Linked DNA regions of Ovis aries: region 2 is linked to region 1. A link is a contact called in public Hi-C data. All regions are on one chromosome and are shown on one strand. The core of a region is the stretch at or near the end of the contact, and the rest is flanking DNA. Distances in the headings are between cores, read along the strand shown.

The links. A called contact is a pair of places that touch in the nucleus more often than the background predicts.
Region 2: a Hi-C map of skin fibroblasts shows a contact between it and region 1, with 2.7 times the contacts expected there. The contact joins the promoter of DARS1 here to the promoter of CXCR4 in region 1. A contact is called at or near these places in 3 of 16 Hi-C or Micro-C datasets (blood, hypothalamus and skin fibroblasts).

The regions. Positions count from the first base shown.
Region 1 is chr2:174,723,494-174,731,017 of ARS-UI_Ramb_v3.0, reverse strand. It overlaps CXCR4 (C-X-C motif chemokine receptor 4), which reads right to left and starts at 3,487. Exons shown (of 2, transcript NM_001277168.1): 1 at 3,419-3,487; 2 at 1-1,423. The coding sequence starts at 3,433. The coding sequence ends at 377.
Region 2 is chr2:174,860,012-174,867,535 of ARS-UI_Ramb_v3.0, reverse strand. DARS1 (aspartyl-tRNA synthetase 1) reads right to left here and starts at 4,741. Exons shown (of 16, transcript NM_001161887.1): 1 at 4,635-4,741; 2 at 2,559-2,616. The coding sequence starts at 4,700.

The DNA.
Region 1 (7,524 bases), core at 2,238-4,737:
TGGTGTAACCAAAGAATTTAAGAACAGGAAAAAGAAAATGTTCCACTGGAATGGAGAGATCATTTATTTACAAACAGCTGAGAACCATTTCTAGCCTAAGTGATTTCACTATACACACTGGAATGTTCAGTTCCCTTTTCTACGGTCCTACAATGACATACAGCAACTAAAAACTTGGCCACAGGTCCTGCCTAGAAGCTTATCAACATGAAACAAAATATTTATATAAATAAGTCAATTAAACCTCACAAAAACTAAACAAACACAAGAAAAAAATCCAACAGTCAATAAAAACTGTACAGTGTTGGTCAGTCTTTTACATCTGAAAACATGTGTAACTTCAAAAAAAAGTTCTTTAATGTATAAAAGTCCAGTGTTAGCTGGAGTGAAAACTGGAAGATTCAGACTCGGTTGAGACAGAAGAATGTCCACCTCGCTTGCCCTTGGAGAGGATCTTCAGGCTGGACCCTCTGCTCACAGAGGTGAGTGCATGCTGGGCAGAGGTTTTAAATTTGGCCCCAAGGAAGGCATAGAGGATGGGATTCAGGCAGCAGTGAAAAAAAGCTAGGGCCTCAGTGATGGAAATCCACTTGTGCACAGTGCTCTCAAACTCACACCCTTGCTGGATGATTTCCAGAAGGATGAAGGAGTCGATGCTGATCCCAATGTAGTAGGGCAGCCAGCAGGCGAAGAAAGTCAGGATGAGGATGACTGTGGTCTTGAGGGCCTTGCGCTTCTGGTAGCCCTTGGAGTGGGACAGCTTGGAGATGATAATGCAGTAGCAGGACAGGATGACGATACCAGGCAGGAGAAGGCCGACCACGATGTGCTGAAACTGAAACACCACTAGCCACAGGTCGCTGGGATAGAAGCGATCACAGATGTACCTCTCATCCGCTTCCTTGATGTCGGCAAAGATGAGATCAGGAATAGTCAACAGGACAGCGGGTAGCCAGACACCAACATAGACCACCTTTTCAGCCAGCAGCTTCCTTGGCCTCTGACTGTTGGTGGCATGGACGATAGCCAGGTACCGGTCCAGACTGATGAAGGCCAGGATGAGGACACTGCTGTAGAGGTTGACGGTGTAGATGACATGGACTGCCTTGCAGAGGAACTGCCCAAAGTACCAGTTTGCCACAGCATCAACCGCCCAGAAGGGAAGTGTGAGGACAAAGAGGAGGTCCGCCACAGACAGGTGCAGCCTGTACTTGTCCGTCATGCTCCTTAGCTTCTTCTGGTAACCCATGACCAGAATGACCAATCCGTTGCCCACTATGCCAGTTAGGAAGATGATGGAGTAGACAGTGGGCAGGAAGATCCGGTTGAAATGGGCATTTTCCTCCCGGAAGCAGGGTTCCTTCATGGAATCATAGTCACCTGAGCCCAAGTCATCCTCAGTGTAATTATCGGAAGTGAATATCTGAAAAACAGGCAAGGGAACAGACATTCACTTTCAAGTTCAGCAGGTATTCTCCGAGTTCAAAACAATGTTTCTGGTATTAAAAAAAAAGCAATTTGTAAAAACCAACTCAGTCCAGCTTTCTTCAGGAAATTCTGCTCCCACTAAAGTACCAGGGTAAAAAGGATAAGGGAATTCTAGACTCCTGCGGATCTCCTCCCATCTTCCCCCACAAGTCACTTCATTACATCCCTCTTTAGGAGAACCAATTACAAAACTCTTTGTTTAAAACAAAACGGCGATGAGAGTCTTCGGTTTCCTAAGTTACATCCTCGCTAACTCTTTTGCCCCGCCCACTGGAGAGAAGAAAAAACCTCCGGGGCAAAAAACCAAAACACAACACAAAGGCGGCGTGGGAGCGTGGGTGGGAGTGGGGGAAGAATCTCGTGTTCTGAGGGGCTGGGATTAACTTTCTCAACGAAGATTCGCCAGGATAGGGAAGCCGGGAGCAAGAAGCACTGGGGTGTGTGTGTGTGTGAAAGGGCGGAGTGTCCCAAAGATTCTTATTCCAAGGCATGAAACACTGTTTTCTCCACGACTGTCTAAACACTTATCATTCTGCACTTCAAGCAACACGTAGTGAGGAAGGAGAATGCGGCCTTGAATGAAGGGCTTTGGTGCTTGGGGGCAGGATTGTCAGAGTGGGTAACCGCCCCGACGCCCGCTCATGGGCGCTCTTCAGGGCCGTTTGTTTCTTTGCCAAACCCCTGTTTATCACTTGGCGCGTTTGGGACGTTAGCGAGCACAGAATTTTAATGGGAGGGGAAAGTCACGGGGTCTACACCCGTGGTCCTCGCCCCAAGTTTCATTTCCTCACTCTCCCAAGTCGCTTCCCATGCCGCCAATGATGCAGTAAAAGGTGGGAGGTCTGTAGTGGGAAGCCTCCGGGCGGAGGGCACGCTGGGGACAGGGTGGTCCAGCTCCGTCACTCCCGGCTGTCCACCAAGCCCACGCCTGCCGCCCGCCCAGTGCGGTTGCGGCGGTTTGGCCCCGCCGCACGCCAGGGGCAAGTACTACTGGGTGCTGGGGAGAGGTTGGGCGTCTCCGCCGCGGGAGCCTTTGAATCGCCCGCCGCTGGGGGAAACGAAAAGCCTCCCTAGTAAGGGGTTTTCAAAAGGTTCCAGGAAACCACCGACGGTTGAATGGCGCTACTGGGCGCGGTGAGAGGCAAACCGTCTTCCACTTGCACCTGCCTGTCTGCACCGCAACCACCGGCGGCCCAGGTGCCCTTCCAGCCCCTCATTCCACCCCCAGTCCCCGCCGCGCACACTCGGGGTGCTGCTGCACTGTGACCATTTATACTCCTTTAACTTCTGCACGACCCCCAAATTCCAGAACCCAGGAGCCCACTCGCGGCGCTGGCGACGCCCGCGAAGTCTCTCCCTCGATCCCAAGGCGCGAGGGCTGTTCCCAGTACCTCCCTGCTGCGACCAACGCGCAGACAGCTCAACTGAGCGACAAGTGCCCAGCCATTGGCACAACTCCGCGGGTAGCGGAGTTTAGTGAACACGCGCCCAACGCCTCTGGTAACTCTGCCCGGGAGTACCGCCCTCCACCTCCAAATTCAGATCGTGTTATCTGCTCCAAAAGAAACCCCCGCTCCCTCGAGGAAGAGACCCACGGTCTCTGACAGAGCACACATCTCTGCACTTTTCCACAGTGTTCTTCTGTTTGCAAACAGCGTGCAAAACCGGCGCGCGCCGCAGAACTCAGGGGGAGATACATGCAACCATTGAAACGGTCGTCCCAGTCTTTTCTCCTTCTACTTAAAAAAGATTTCAGTCCAGCATGCCTCACCCCTCCTGTAGCCAAGCGCACGAAATCTCCTTTCTACACCCTTTCTCCGGGCACTGGCACCTGCAATAGTCTGGTTGCTCCGGCCCACTCAGAGAGCGGTTGCGCTGTAAATTCAGGTGTTTGCACGTTTAAGAAAAAACAGGTTGAAACTGGACTTACACGGATCCCTTCCATGGTAACCGCTTGCTCTCCAGCCGCGGGGGCTACCGGCTACTCAAGTCCTCAGGGTCACTTTGCTACCTGCTGCCACAGCCAACACACTGAAGTTTCTGGCCGAAGCTGGACTTTTATAAAAACACGCTCCGCGGGCGGCGCATGCGCCGCGCCGGTGGGCGGGAGGGCAGGGCGGGGAGAAAGGCGGGGTGCAGGAGAGGGGCAGACGCGGGGGCGGGGGACGCGAGGGAGGGGCGGAGGGGTAGGCCCTCGGGCAGCGTAAGCCTGGGAGGCCCTCAGCGGCTACCTTTAGCTCTACCTCGAGGTCACCTCGTGAGTCTTAAGCTGGGAAGCTCATCCTGGAGGCGTGTCCCAAGTTGGGAAAGCAGGATGCGCTTGGAGGAGGTGGAAAGCGCGGGCGATTGACGCGCCCTGTTCTGTCCTTGCTCACGTGGGTGGTATTGCTGACCCGGGAAAGCTACAGATGTAGACACTGAGGTCCAGAGAGGGGAAGTGACTTGCCGGAGAAACCCGACCAGCAGGCGGCAATGCTAGCAGTGGGTCCAATATCTTGAGTCCATTCCCTGCTCTTTGAGCAGATGCAGTTCATTCAGAAAATGAAACAAGTAAAGATTCTTTCTTCAGAGCACAACTATATATAACTAGACATGCACATCCACCGTAATAGTGCTAGAGTCAAGTGTCGACAATCAGAAAACATTTTCAGACGAAGGTCGGATGATTTGGCATAATTCTGGAGGGAGATAGTGATAGAGAAGTAGATGTGTGTTCCCGGGTAACCAGTTCGTGAATAGTGCTTTTGAAAAAGTTGTGCTGTGTTATAAGAGATACTCAGCGAAGAGTACTTCCCTAACATGTCACCAGGTAGCTGCACAGATTCATTCATTCTCACAACACCCTGTAGGTGTTATCATTACAGAGATGCATTTAGTCAACAGATAATTTAGTGAGGGCTGACTGCATGCCACGCACTGTTCTAGGAGCTGGGGAAACAGCGGTGAACCTGACAAGGCCCCCATGCGGAGGAAACAAGAAACAGATCCGCAGACATGCAATTCCAGGGTTGCCCGGAGATGACAAGCCTGACTCAAACCCAGATCTACTGGCCTCACATCCGCTGTCCAACCTAATGTGGAGAACAAGCGTTGGCAACAGTAAGAAATTCGGTTGGAGAGCTGGGCAGGGTGGAATAAGGGTGGGGGCTGGACGCTTAAAGGTATCTCAGACGGCTGGGGTTTGCAGTGGTCGCTCAGACAGTGCTTTCGAGTCTCGCGCCACTTCCCTCCCGCCCGCACGCAGAGCCTGGATGGGGCGGGGACCAAGTGAGGGGCGGGGCCGATAAATAGTGAGGCAAGCGAGGGTGACTGCAGGAGTGAGTGACAGCGGGGACCGAGGTGTGAGTTTCTGCGGCGACTGGCGAGCAGTGGTTGCGTTACCAGGAGGGCCTCAGACACCTCCCACCCTGGGACCGTCGCCAGAAAAAGGCTTGCCCAGACTAGACCCTAAGCACCACTTTCTTTTCTTCCAGAGAAAATCTTGCAATCTGGAGATATTCCCGAGACAATGTGTAGACTGGGAATCATTTCTTCGCAGAGCATAATTTTTATCTTTTTTCTGGACCCATTTCCTAATATTTGCCAGTGAAGGTCCTCATCCACTGAAAGCTGATATTGGAGTTTCTCAGTTCAGTTCAGTCAGTTCAGTCACTCAGTCGTGTCCGACTCTTTGCGACCCCATGAATTGCAGCACGCCAGACCTCCCTGTCCATCACCAACTCCCAGAGTTCACTCAAACTCACAAATTGTCAATTTAGGTCGCAATAATGATTGGATACAGTCAATCATAATATTATGCAGGTTTTAAAAAAAGCCTTAAAAGCACTTAAAATCATTAATAAAACATCAGTACCTTCACATTTTCATAAGCTAGGTAGGAGAGGCATTCTATCTGCTGAAGGGCTGGAATTTCAGACAGGTTCCATGGCTTGATTTTCAAGAAGCTTGGTAGTGGCAGAATCAGTGTTTTGACCCAGAATGTCAGCTGCATTGTACCTCAGACTCTTATCTTCACAATGGCTAAAACCTGAAAAGCAGAATCTCCCAAACCCACTCAAAAAGAGGAGAGAGGATAAATCCAGAGTAAAATGATTTGCACATTAAATATTTGTTGATTGTCTGCAGACAAAAGAAAGCTCCTATCCTTTATCTGAGAACTCCTTTAGATCCTTTTAGGTATATTGCTAGAAGGAAGAAGATAGTTAAGAGAACAATGAAATGCTATTTCATGACTGTCAACTTAGGGAAAAAATCTTCTCTCCAAAGATATTATTGGGTCTCAGGATTTGATAAGACCAACTGTCTCTTGCTTGTGTCCTGGGGGAATGTGGGTTGGACTTCTTCGTGGAAAATGTTTTATATCTAGTAGGAATCTTAGAACAGTAATTCTACCTATAGAAGCTTATCCTAAGGAAAGAGGATTTTGCAAAAAACAACAAAAACTATATTCACAGAGGCTTTATTTATAATAGTGAAATATCTGAACAGCCCTAAATGTCCACTGTTGGTGGAATAGTTGAGAAAATGTTGATACATCCATATGTGAAATTCCATTTGGCCATTGCAGATGATGTTTGCAAAGAACTTTCAAGGACAGGGCAAATACTTATGAAACATTAGGTGCAAAAAGTACGATTCCAAACTGTGTATACAATGTGGTCTCAGTTAATTTTAAACTAGGAGAAGATTGAAAGAAAACAAAAATGTTTGTAGGAGTTTTCATTGGGTGCAAAATTATATTTGATTTTTAACTTTATTCCTTGCATTTTACTATGCTTTCCAAATTTCTTGTAATAGGCATGAAATGTTTTCATATTCAGGAAAAAGTCAATATGATTTAAAAAAAAGACAATCCCTTCTTATACCTTTCCACTTCCTAAAGTATTTGCTAAATATGATAACTTTTTCTATGAATTTCCTCTTCAAAGAAGGATCTTGCACCATTTTCCTCTGGGCCAATCCTACCTGAACTGATTTTTATTTTAACTCTTTAATGTTCTTCGAAACAGAACAATACATAAAACTCAAACATTTTTTGAAGGCTTGGAATATGCAGCCAACCTCATGTAATCCCCTCAGCAACTCTGTAAGGCATGTACCACCTCTTCTCCACTGGTAAGCAAACTTAAGTCCAGAGAGGGTGAGGAAATTGGCTGTGATCACACAGTTAGGATCTTCACACAGTCTGTGCAGCAGCAAAGCCCAGGCTCTCTCCTCAACATCACAATGTGCCCTTTCTGACCACGGAGATTCACCCTCTGGAACTCCTTCCTCTGAAAGTCATTCAGCATTTACTTACATACAGCTTTGAGTGGCATCTTTTTTTGTGTGACGATGTGTGAAAGCGTTAGAAATTGTTAGATGCTCAGTCGTCTCTTAGCAACTCTTTGTGACCCCATGGACTGCAGCCCACCAGGCTCTTCTGTCCATAGAATTCTCCAGGAAAGAATACTGGAGTGGGTTGCCATTCCTTTCTCCAGGTATCTTCCCAAAACAGGGATTGAACCTGGGTCTCCTGCATTGCAGGCAGATTCTTAACCATCTGAACCACCAGGGGAGCCCCTTGTGTGACGTTATTCCGTCTTAAAATGAGTGTATTTATGTGACGTTATTCCATCTTAATCACAATAAACTGTGGAAAATTCTGAAAGAGATGGGAATACCAGACCACCTGACCTGCCTCTTGAGAAACATATATGCAGGTCAGGAAGCAACAGTTAGAACTGGACATGGAACAACAGACTGCTTCCAAATAGGAAAAGGAGTACATCAAGGCTGTATATTGTCACCCTGCTTATTTAACTTATATGCAGAGTACATCATGAGAAATGCTGGGCTGGAAGAAGCACAAGCTGGAATCAAGATTCCTGGGAGAAATATCAATAACCTCAGATATGCAGATGACACCACCCTTATGGCAGAAAGTGAAGAGGAACTAAAAAGCCTGTTGATGAACGTGAAAGAGGAGAGTGAAAAAGTTGGCTTAAAGCTCAACATTCAGAAAACGAAGATCATGGCATCTGGTCCCATCACTTC
Region 2 (7,524 bases), core at 3,492-5,991, 140 kb before region 1:
GATCCAGAAATTATTTTGATATTGTTCTAAATATGAAATAACTTCAGTATTAAAGAAAAAGATATAAGCATTAATTAAAAATATTCCAATAGGACGATACCACAACATCACAAATAATAAAAAATCTCAAGTCTCAATGGTTATGTGGCCTGACTGTAACCAAATATGTCAACATCACATGCTGTAAAACCTAGTTACCCTAATACTAAAAATACTTAGGGTATTTAGGTGGGGGATATTATAATAAAATCAAATTATAAATATATTTCACCTACTTTGCCTACATGTATTTACATAATTTATCTCTTGAAGTAAAGATGCAGCTTAGAGAGAATTTGCTTTACAGGAGAATACCATGGTTCTCATTGCCAGAAGCATAGAGAATGAATGTGAAATTTTCAAGCACTACTCATCACAAGAGACTTTCTGTAAAACTCTGTACATGGACCTTAGAAATTAAGCTAACTTCCAAGTCTGCTGTGTAAACTCAGAAGAAAGGAAGTGTGAAAGAGAAAAGACAAACATAGTAGCATAATATTTTAAAAGACAGATCTGAAAATGCCAAGATTGAAAGAGCTGCTGCTGCTGCTAAGTCACTTCAGTCGTGTCTGACTCTGTGCGACCCCAGAGACCGCAGCCCACCAGGTTCCCCCGTCCCTGGGATTCTCCAGGCAAGAACACTGGAGTGGGGTGCCATTTCCTTCTCCAGTGCATGAAAGTGAAAAGTGAAAGTGAATTTGCTCAGTCGTGTCCGACTCCTAGCAACCCCATGGACTGCTGCCCACCAGGCTCCTCCGCCCATGGGATTTTCCAGGCAAGAGTACTGGTGTGGGGTGCCATTGCCTTCTCCAAACTTACTAGACAATCAAAATTCAAAACAAAACAATAAGTCTAAAAGAATAAGACTTATAAGTAAGCATCGTGATTACAGTAATTTTAATAGTACTTTGGAAAAGAAAGAATGATGGCCCTTCTTTCATGTGGCATTCCAATCAACTAGCATAGGCGTTCTCAACCTTTAATGTATTCACAAACAGCTGAGGTGCCTGTCACACTCCCACCAATATGAGTGGCTAAGGCAAAGATTAGTGGCAGTAGGGTTTCCACTTGAAAACCTACTACCTCCACAGTTAAGTCATTCATATTAGAATAAAAGAATTTTGGAGAAATGGAAGCAGACAGATAACTTTATGTTGAACAAAATTTTCTGATTTTAACAGAGGTTAAAATCAAGGGTAGAATTTTGCTGTTATTTAGTGTAATCAGATGACATAAACTTTCTTTTGGTAAGGAAAGCTTATAACTGTTATAGTTACTGTTATAACAGTAGTCTGGATTTGATAGCTAAATGGGAACAATAATTGTGGCAAAGGGTGACTGAGGCTTACGTGGAAGTCAAACTCCAGTAAGATTTTTGATGTCAGAGCTCAAGGAAGTGGAGTTCAGGAAGATAGATAAGCTGAGAAAAAGTCTCACATGACCTCTTCTGCTCTTCCTGGCAGGGGTTGTAGTCCTCTCCTATAGCATATTGCTTCTATCCCAATTTATACTCAATTATTTTACTTCACAAAAGATAATTTTGGAAATGGTTTATTCTCAGCAACCTATTTTGGTCTTTAATTGCACATTTTCCCAACAAAGTTGGGGAGGAAAAGTGATGTTGTGACCATGCATTGAGTTAAATCTAAAATAACAATTAAAACTGACCTGGGGTATATTGTTTTCAAAGCATAAAATTCACAGGCAGGCATATATATTAGCAGTACTTGGTGCTTCCAATGGGCCAGAACCTAAAGGTCTGCAGGTGTACCAAAGCTTGAAAGACATTAATTTGGGTTGTCACAGGTCTGAGAGAAACAATTAAATCATTTTCAAAGAAATATTTATATAAGTCAAGGAGGGTACTAAAAGAGGTAGCTTCATGAGGCATGCAAAAAAGGCTGCATATGAAGAAAGCAGCTACTATTAACTATCTTTTATCTCCTAGGCCAGAGTCAAGTCTTTTTACATGATCACTTAGGGATATCTTTCTAATATAATTTACTGCTTAAAATATACTAATTTAATGTATTTTCTTCCTTTTCTACAATGTCTTCCACATTGCAGACAGATGCTTTACCATCTGAGCCACCAGGGAAATCCATCCTTTTCTAGATTAGGGACCCTAAATTGATAATGTCTGCACAGAGTTATGGCATATGCTTGGACTTTCAAGGTGGCTCAGTAGTAAAGAATCTGCCTGCCAAGCAGGAGATGTGTGTTCCATCCCTGGGTTGGGAAGATCCCCTGGAGAAGGAAATGGCAACCCACTCCATTCTTGCCTGGGAAATCACATGGACAGAGGAGTCTGGCCGGCTACAGTCCATGGGGTCACAGAGTCAGACGTGACTTAGCAACTAAACAACAACGATGGCATAAGTTTGCCATTTAAGTTTTCCAGAATTACGCCTTCAGAGTTATGTTTTCAGTTGTGTCAGCCTTACTTAAAAGTTTACGAAGAGCTTTCCTGGAATTAGAAAGTAAAAAAAGCCTTTTAAAATTATCACATAACTACTAACCTGGTTTTTCTTGTGATTGTATCATTGAAGATACTCCGTATCTTTCTTTTGCATAATCCTACAAAAAAAGTTTTTACATTATGACTTTTTATTTAAACACTAATAGCATAGTATTAATAAACACAGAAACACAACAGAAAAAGATGAATTCATTTTAACTTTCAGGACTATTTTATTAATTCAAACTAGTAGTTTTAAACGGTGGAAATATGTCATATCACTTAATATGCACTCCATAGAAAAAGGATAAGCACCCAGCTTCTGGATAATTTATTTTGAAGATCACCACTCCTGGATTGATATACCATACAGAACAGCATTCTCAAATAAAATTTACACACATGTACAACACATCTTAACTACTTTCTTCAAAAAGAGATTAAACTACTTCAAAGCAGGGTTATAAATTTCCTCTTTTTGAAGGGAAAATGATGAGATACCACAGTTTTATTAACTTCCTATTACAGGAAGAGATGTTCAAAGAGAACCAACAGTTAGGGATAAGCTTTCTGAGCACCAGATGTCCAGTTTTTAGAAATCAGAGATGTTGGATAAAAGCTAACTACAACTTTCCTTTTGTAAAATATCATCAAAACTTTTGCCAGCTTCCTGTTCTAAAACCGTCTTCATGATATCAGGTTGCAAGTGCTTCAATACTGACAATATGACACCAAAATTCTTATTACAGATTTTAAGCCAGGAACAGGAAAAAAGAGGCCTAGAGTCCAGACTATTATTAACAAACTATACTTATTAAATTGGTAAGCAGTCTTTTATTTTAATCTCACTTTACCGAGAAAATGATCTCTTAAGATCCTTCCAGCTATAAAGTGACATAACTCTGCCACAATGTCAACTGTGTATAATCTATAGACCTACACTATTTGCAAAGGCACACTGCTAGTTTACATACTTAATCAGATCAATACATAAAAATGATTTCTTTCAAGGTAATTTAGGATGTGAATAAAACAATTCGTTTCTGTCACTACAGTTATCTGTTGGAATCCTCTCCTTTAGATTTGGAAGATATTAGATTCTGTATTTATACCAAAACAAACCAGACAACATGTTAAGGTGCTTACTGAACAATTTTTTTCCGAATTAAAAAAAAATACACCTTAAAGACAAAGATAACCCCAGTCCTACTATAAAGATACAGTAACAAAATGTAGTAGGAGGGCAGCATAAAAAGGTTACAGCATGTGAAAAGAAAAAAGGGGGTCACTTTTTAGTACTGTTCATATTTCAGCAACCCTATTCCATCCAATGTTTTTAAAATGATCTATTCCTTATGCAGATTATCACAAATTCATGTCTCCTCAACAGAAAAATTAGCAGCCAGGTAGAAATCTCAGTTTCACTAGGAGCACACATCACTTGTAGAAAGGTTTCAAGCATTCATTTCTGAAAAGCACTGATGGACTACAGGGTATTATGAATTACATAGACGATTTGCGGTCACTTCATTTCAAACGCTTTCCCTACAAACTTCCCCACCTACCTCACTTGGGTTACTTAAAGGAAATAAAAATGACAGTTTTTCTCTAAAGCTGTCACATGGAAAACGGTCATTATAGTGGCAGATCGCTTTACGAAGTACTGTCATTACTTGAAAAACATTAGGTACACGAGTGCTGAGCAAAAATCGATTATCAGTGGACATTAAAAATTTCCGGGGAAAGAGACGGAGTACGTGAAATACGTGCCTAAACCAGCGAGGTTTAAGGTTGGCCCAGCCGCTCCTACTTCCGGGGCAGTGGGTACTTCACGCCCTCCGCGCCCCCCTCCCCCGCCCTCCAGCTCTGAGACACGCTTCTCGAAAGCCATGCTTCCAGGCGCCCCAGTAAGAAATGCGATCCAGGGTGGGTCTGGCTAAGGTGCTCGGGCAAGGGCCCTGGAGGCCCGGTTGAAGGCTCCGGGCGCCCGGACCCCAGGCCCGTGGCCTACAGGCAGAGTGCCGCCAGGGATCCAGAGGCCAGGGCCCCCGCTCACCCTACTCTCCCACCCCACCCCCCCTAGCGCGATCCGGCCCAAGGGTCTGTTCTTCCAGGCCCGGAGAAGGAGGAAACCCACTTCCGCCGCGTCCATGATCTCCCGCGGCTTCTCCTGACTCCTGCGGCTGGCGTTGGCGCTGGGCATCTGGACAACTGGACTGGGCAGCGATCACCACCCTCCCTCGCAGGCTTCCGTAGGGCAGGCCAAAGGGGCTTCTCCCTCCCGTACAGTCTCCGCCCTCCCTGCACTCAGAGCACACGAGCTCGGACTCCGCGTGGAGTGTCGGCTCCGGAAAGATCGCGATAACCTCAGTTCTCCCGAGATCCCGGAGGCTGAAGGCCGCGCGCCGGCGTCTCCTTTTCTTGCCCCGCCCCTACGGGACTTTGCCTAGAGGTAGAGGGAATCTCCGGGAATTCCCCGGGAATTAGTTATGGTTTCGCGAGATCGACTCTGAGGGGAAGAGTCCCGGGCATGCCAGTTGGCACGCTCTCCCACTCATTCATTTTTCACCTATATCCCACCTGCGAAGTCTACTGTGTTCTCTTTTCAGCACTATTTACTCCTCCTCGCTTTGAGAGCAAACTGTTTGCTAAAACATACACGCACGCTCAGGACTTTTCTTCCCTTGAACTTCTCCGTCAGTACTTCCCAGCGGCAGTGTAACTGCCTGGACTCACGGCAGACTTAGCAAAAAGCTGCCGTGTAGTGGGACACAGGAGTGCTGGGTTATAGGTAGATGGCTTGTTGAGGTAGGATTGAATACTGGTGTCCAAGTCATATGTGAGGTGTAAGTGAAGTGAAGTCGCTCAGTCGTGTCCAACTCTTTGCGACCCCATGACTGTAGTGTACCATGCTCCAGCGTCCATGGGATTTTCCAGGCGAGAGTACTGGAATGGGTTGCCATTTCCTTCTCCAGAGGATCTTCCTGACCCAGGGATCGAACCTGGGTCTCCCATACTGTAGGCAGACGCTTTACCGTCTGAGCCACCAGGGAAAGATAAAACCTGTGAGGTGTAAACCCAATGGCAAAACCTTCCACACAATTGCACCGATTGCCACACAATTGGTCTGATTGCATTGTTAGAGGCAGTATATGTGTTGGTTGTCTAATGAATGAATCTCCCCAATTTAAGCTTTTTTTTTTTTAAATTGTCATCCACGAACCTCTTATTGCGATTGAAACTAATTTAGAGGCTTGGTAAAATACTATTTCCCCTGCTAGACTTCTTTGCACCCTGCCATGTTTTAATTATTCTAGTAATCTTAACCTGGCACAAAGTGGCACAGTTTATACTTTTCAAGAGTGCCGTTAGGCCCTAGCACGACTGAGCGGGTTGTGGAGGTTACTGCATTCATGTCCTGGGATAGGATAGTGAGGAGACACATGGTCCCAACCCTCGTGTAACTTACCATCTCATTGCAGGTGTGAAGTAGAGGTACCAAGTGCTAAAATTTTCTTTGAAGGCATTCACCTCAGGCTTCTCTGAGAAACTCATACTTCAGCTGAAGTCTAAGGAAGGAGTAGGAGTTAGCTAGGTGAAGAGACAGAAGAATATTCAAGGCAGGGGGTTAGGGAGAGAAAGATCTTGGATCAGTTTTTGACGTAGTGCATATAAAATGCCTTTGAGACATTTAGACATTCTCCCCTTAAACCTCTAGCTTTGTGGGGTCTAGAAAAAGATAAAGATAAAGATGGGCAGATAAAGATGAAGAAGACACTGCCAGGTAGGTGGTAATTGATGCCCCTGGACTAGTGAAGAGGATGTTCCAAGAAGAAAGTGTTAACATTGTCAACTGCTGCCTGGACTTCAAGTAAAATAGTAACTGAAGAATTGTTGGATTTAGCAACATAGAGATCATTGGTGTTCTTAGTAAACATGTGAAGTGATGGGGTCAGGATGGGCTGAGGAGTGAGTGAAAGTAAAGAAATAAAAATAAAAGTGATTATAGCCAACCTTTATATAGTGCTTACTCTGTGCTAAGCACTAGTGTCAGTGTTATAATGTTTTTGTCTATGGGGAAATTCAGGCAGAAAGAAGTGAAGTAATCTGCTCATGGTCTCAGAGTCATTAAATGATGTATTTCAAAGGAGGTAGTGTGGTGCCAGGATCCATGTTCTTAACCACTGTACCTCACTGCCTTTCCTGTCTTTTGGAGATAATGAGAAGATAAGATGGGAGAGAAGGAAAAATACAGGTGGTAGTTAATAAGGAATAAGTGAAGCTTTTTTTAAAAAAGAGAATATCTCAGTGCATTTAAAAATTACTGGGAAAGATTCATGAAAAAGTAGATTGATATACAAGACAGAAAAGGATTGAGTGATGGTATAAGTTTTTTTTTTTTAAATAAGGGAGAGATAGGAGGTGGGACAAGGGGAAGAGGAACAATTCCTCTATCTCAGCTGGAAGTGAGGATGCCAGGAGAGTGGTAGATGTTTGACTTCAGGGCAATGAGAGATCTCCCATGTGATGACTTCTGTTTTCTCTAAAAGAGGAGGCTGTTATGAATGATGAGTTTGGAGGTTCCAGGGGAGGTAGAAAAGGGAGACTGGTGATTTGAGGAGAATAGAAAAGGTTAAAATATTTATAGTTCTTCAGGTTATTTGGTATTTGGTATTATTTCTGGGCATTGTAAGGACCCATTTAATAAGGACCCATGATTTGGTCCTGGAACTGAGACTTCTCCAGTAGCACATGGCTGATGTGTCGTCACAAAGAGGTAGTTACTTTAGTCACCGTGGAGGTTTTGGTGCTGACGCTATACAGTAGAAGGGAGCCCAGAAGATGTTTGCCCTAAGTATTCATGCAAATGCCATACACATCCCAGGAAAATGAGAAAGAAAATTTTACCTGTAATTTTTTTGAAAGACCAACATTGAACTTATCATTTATTCTTAGATCAAGATGGAGGAAAGGAAAGGACAGAGATGCAAACAGCTGAATGTGGCTGTGTAGATGGATTGGTGGGC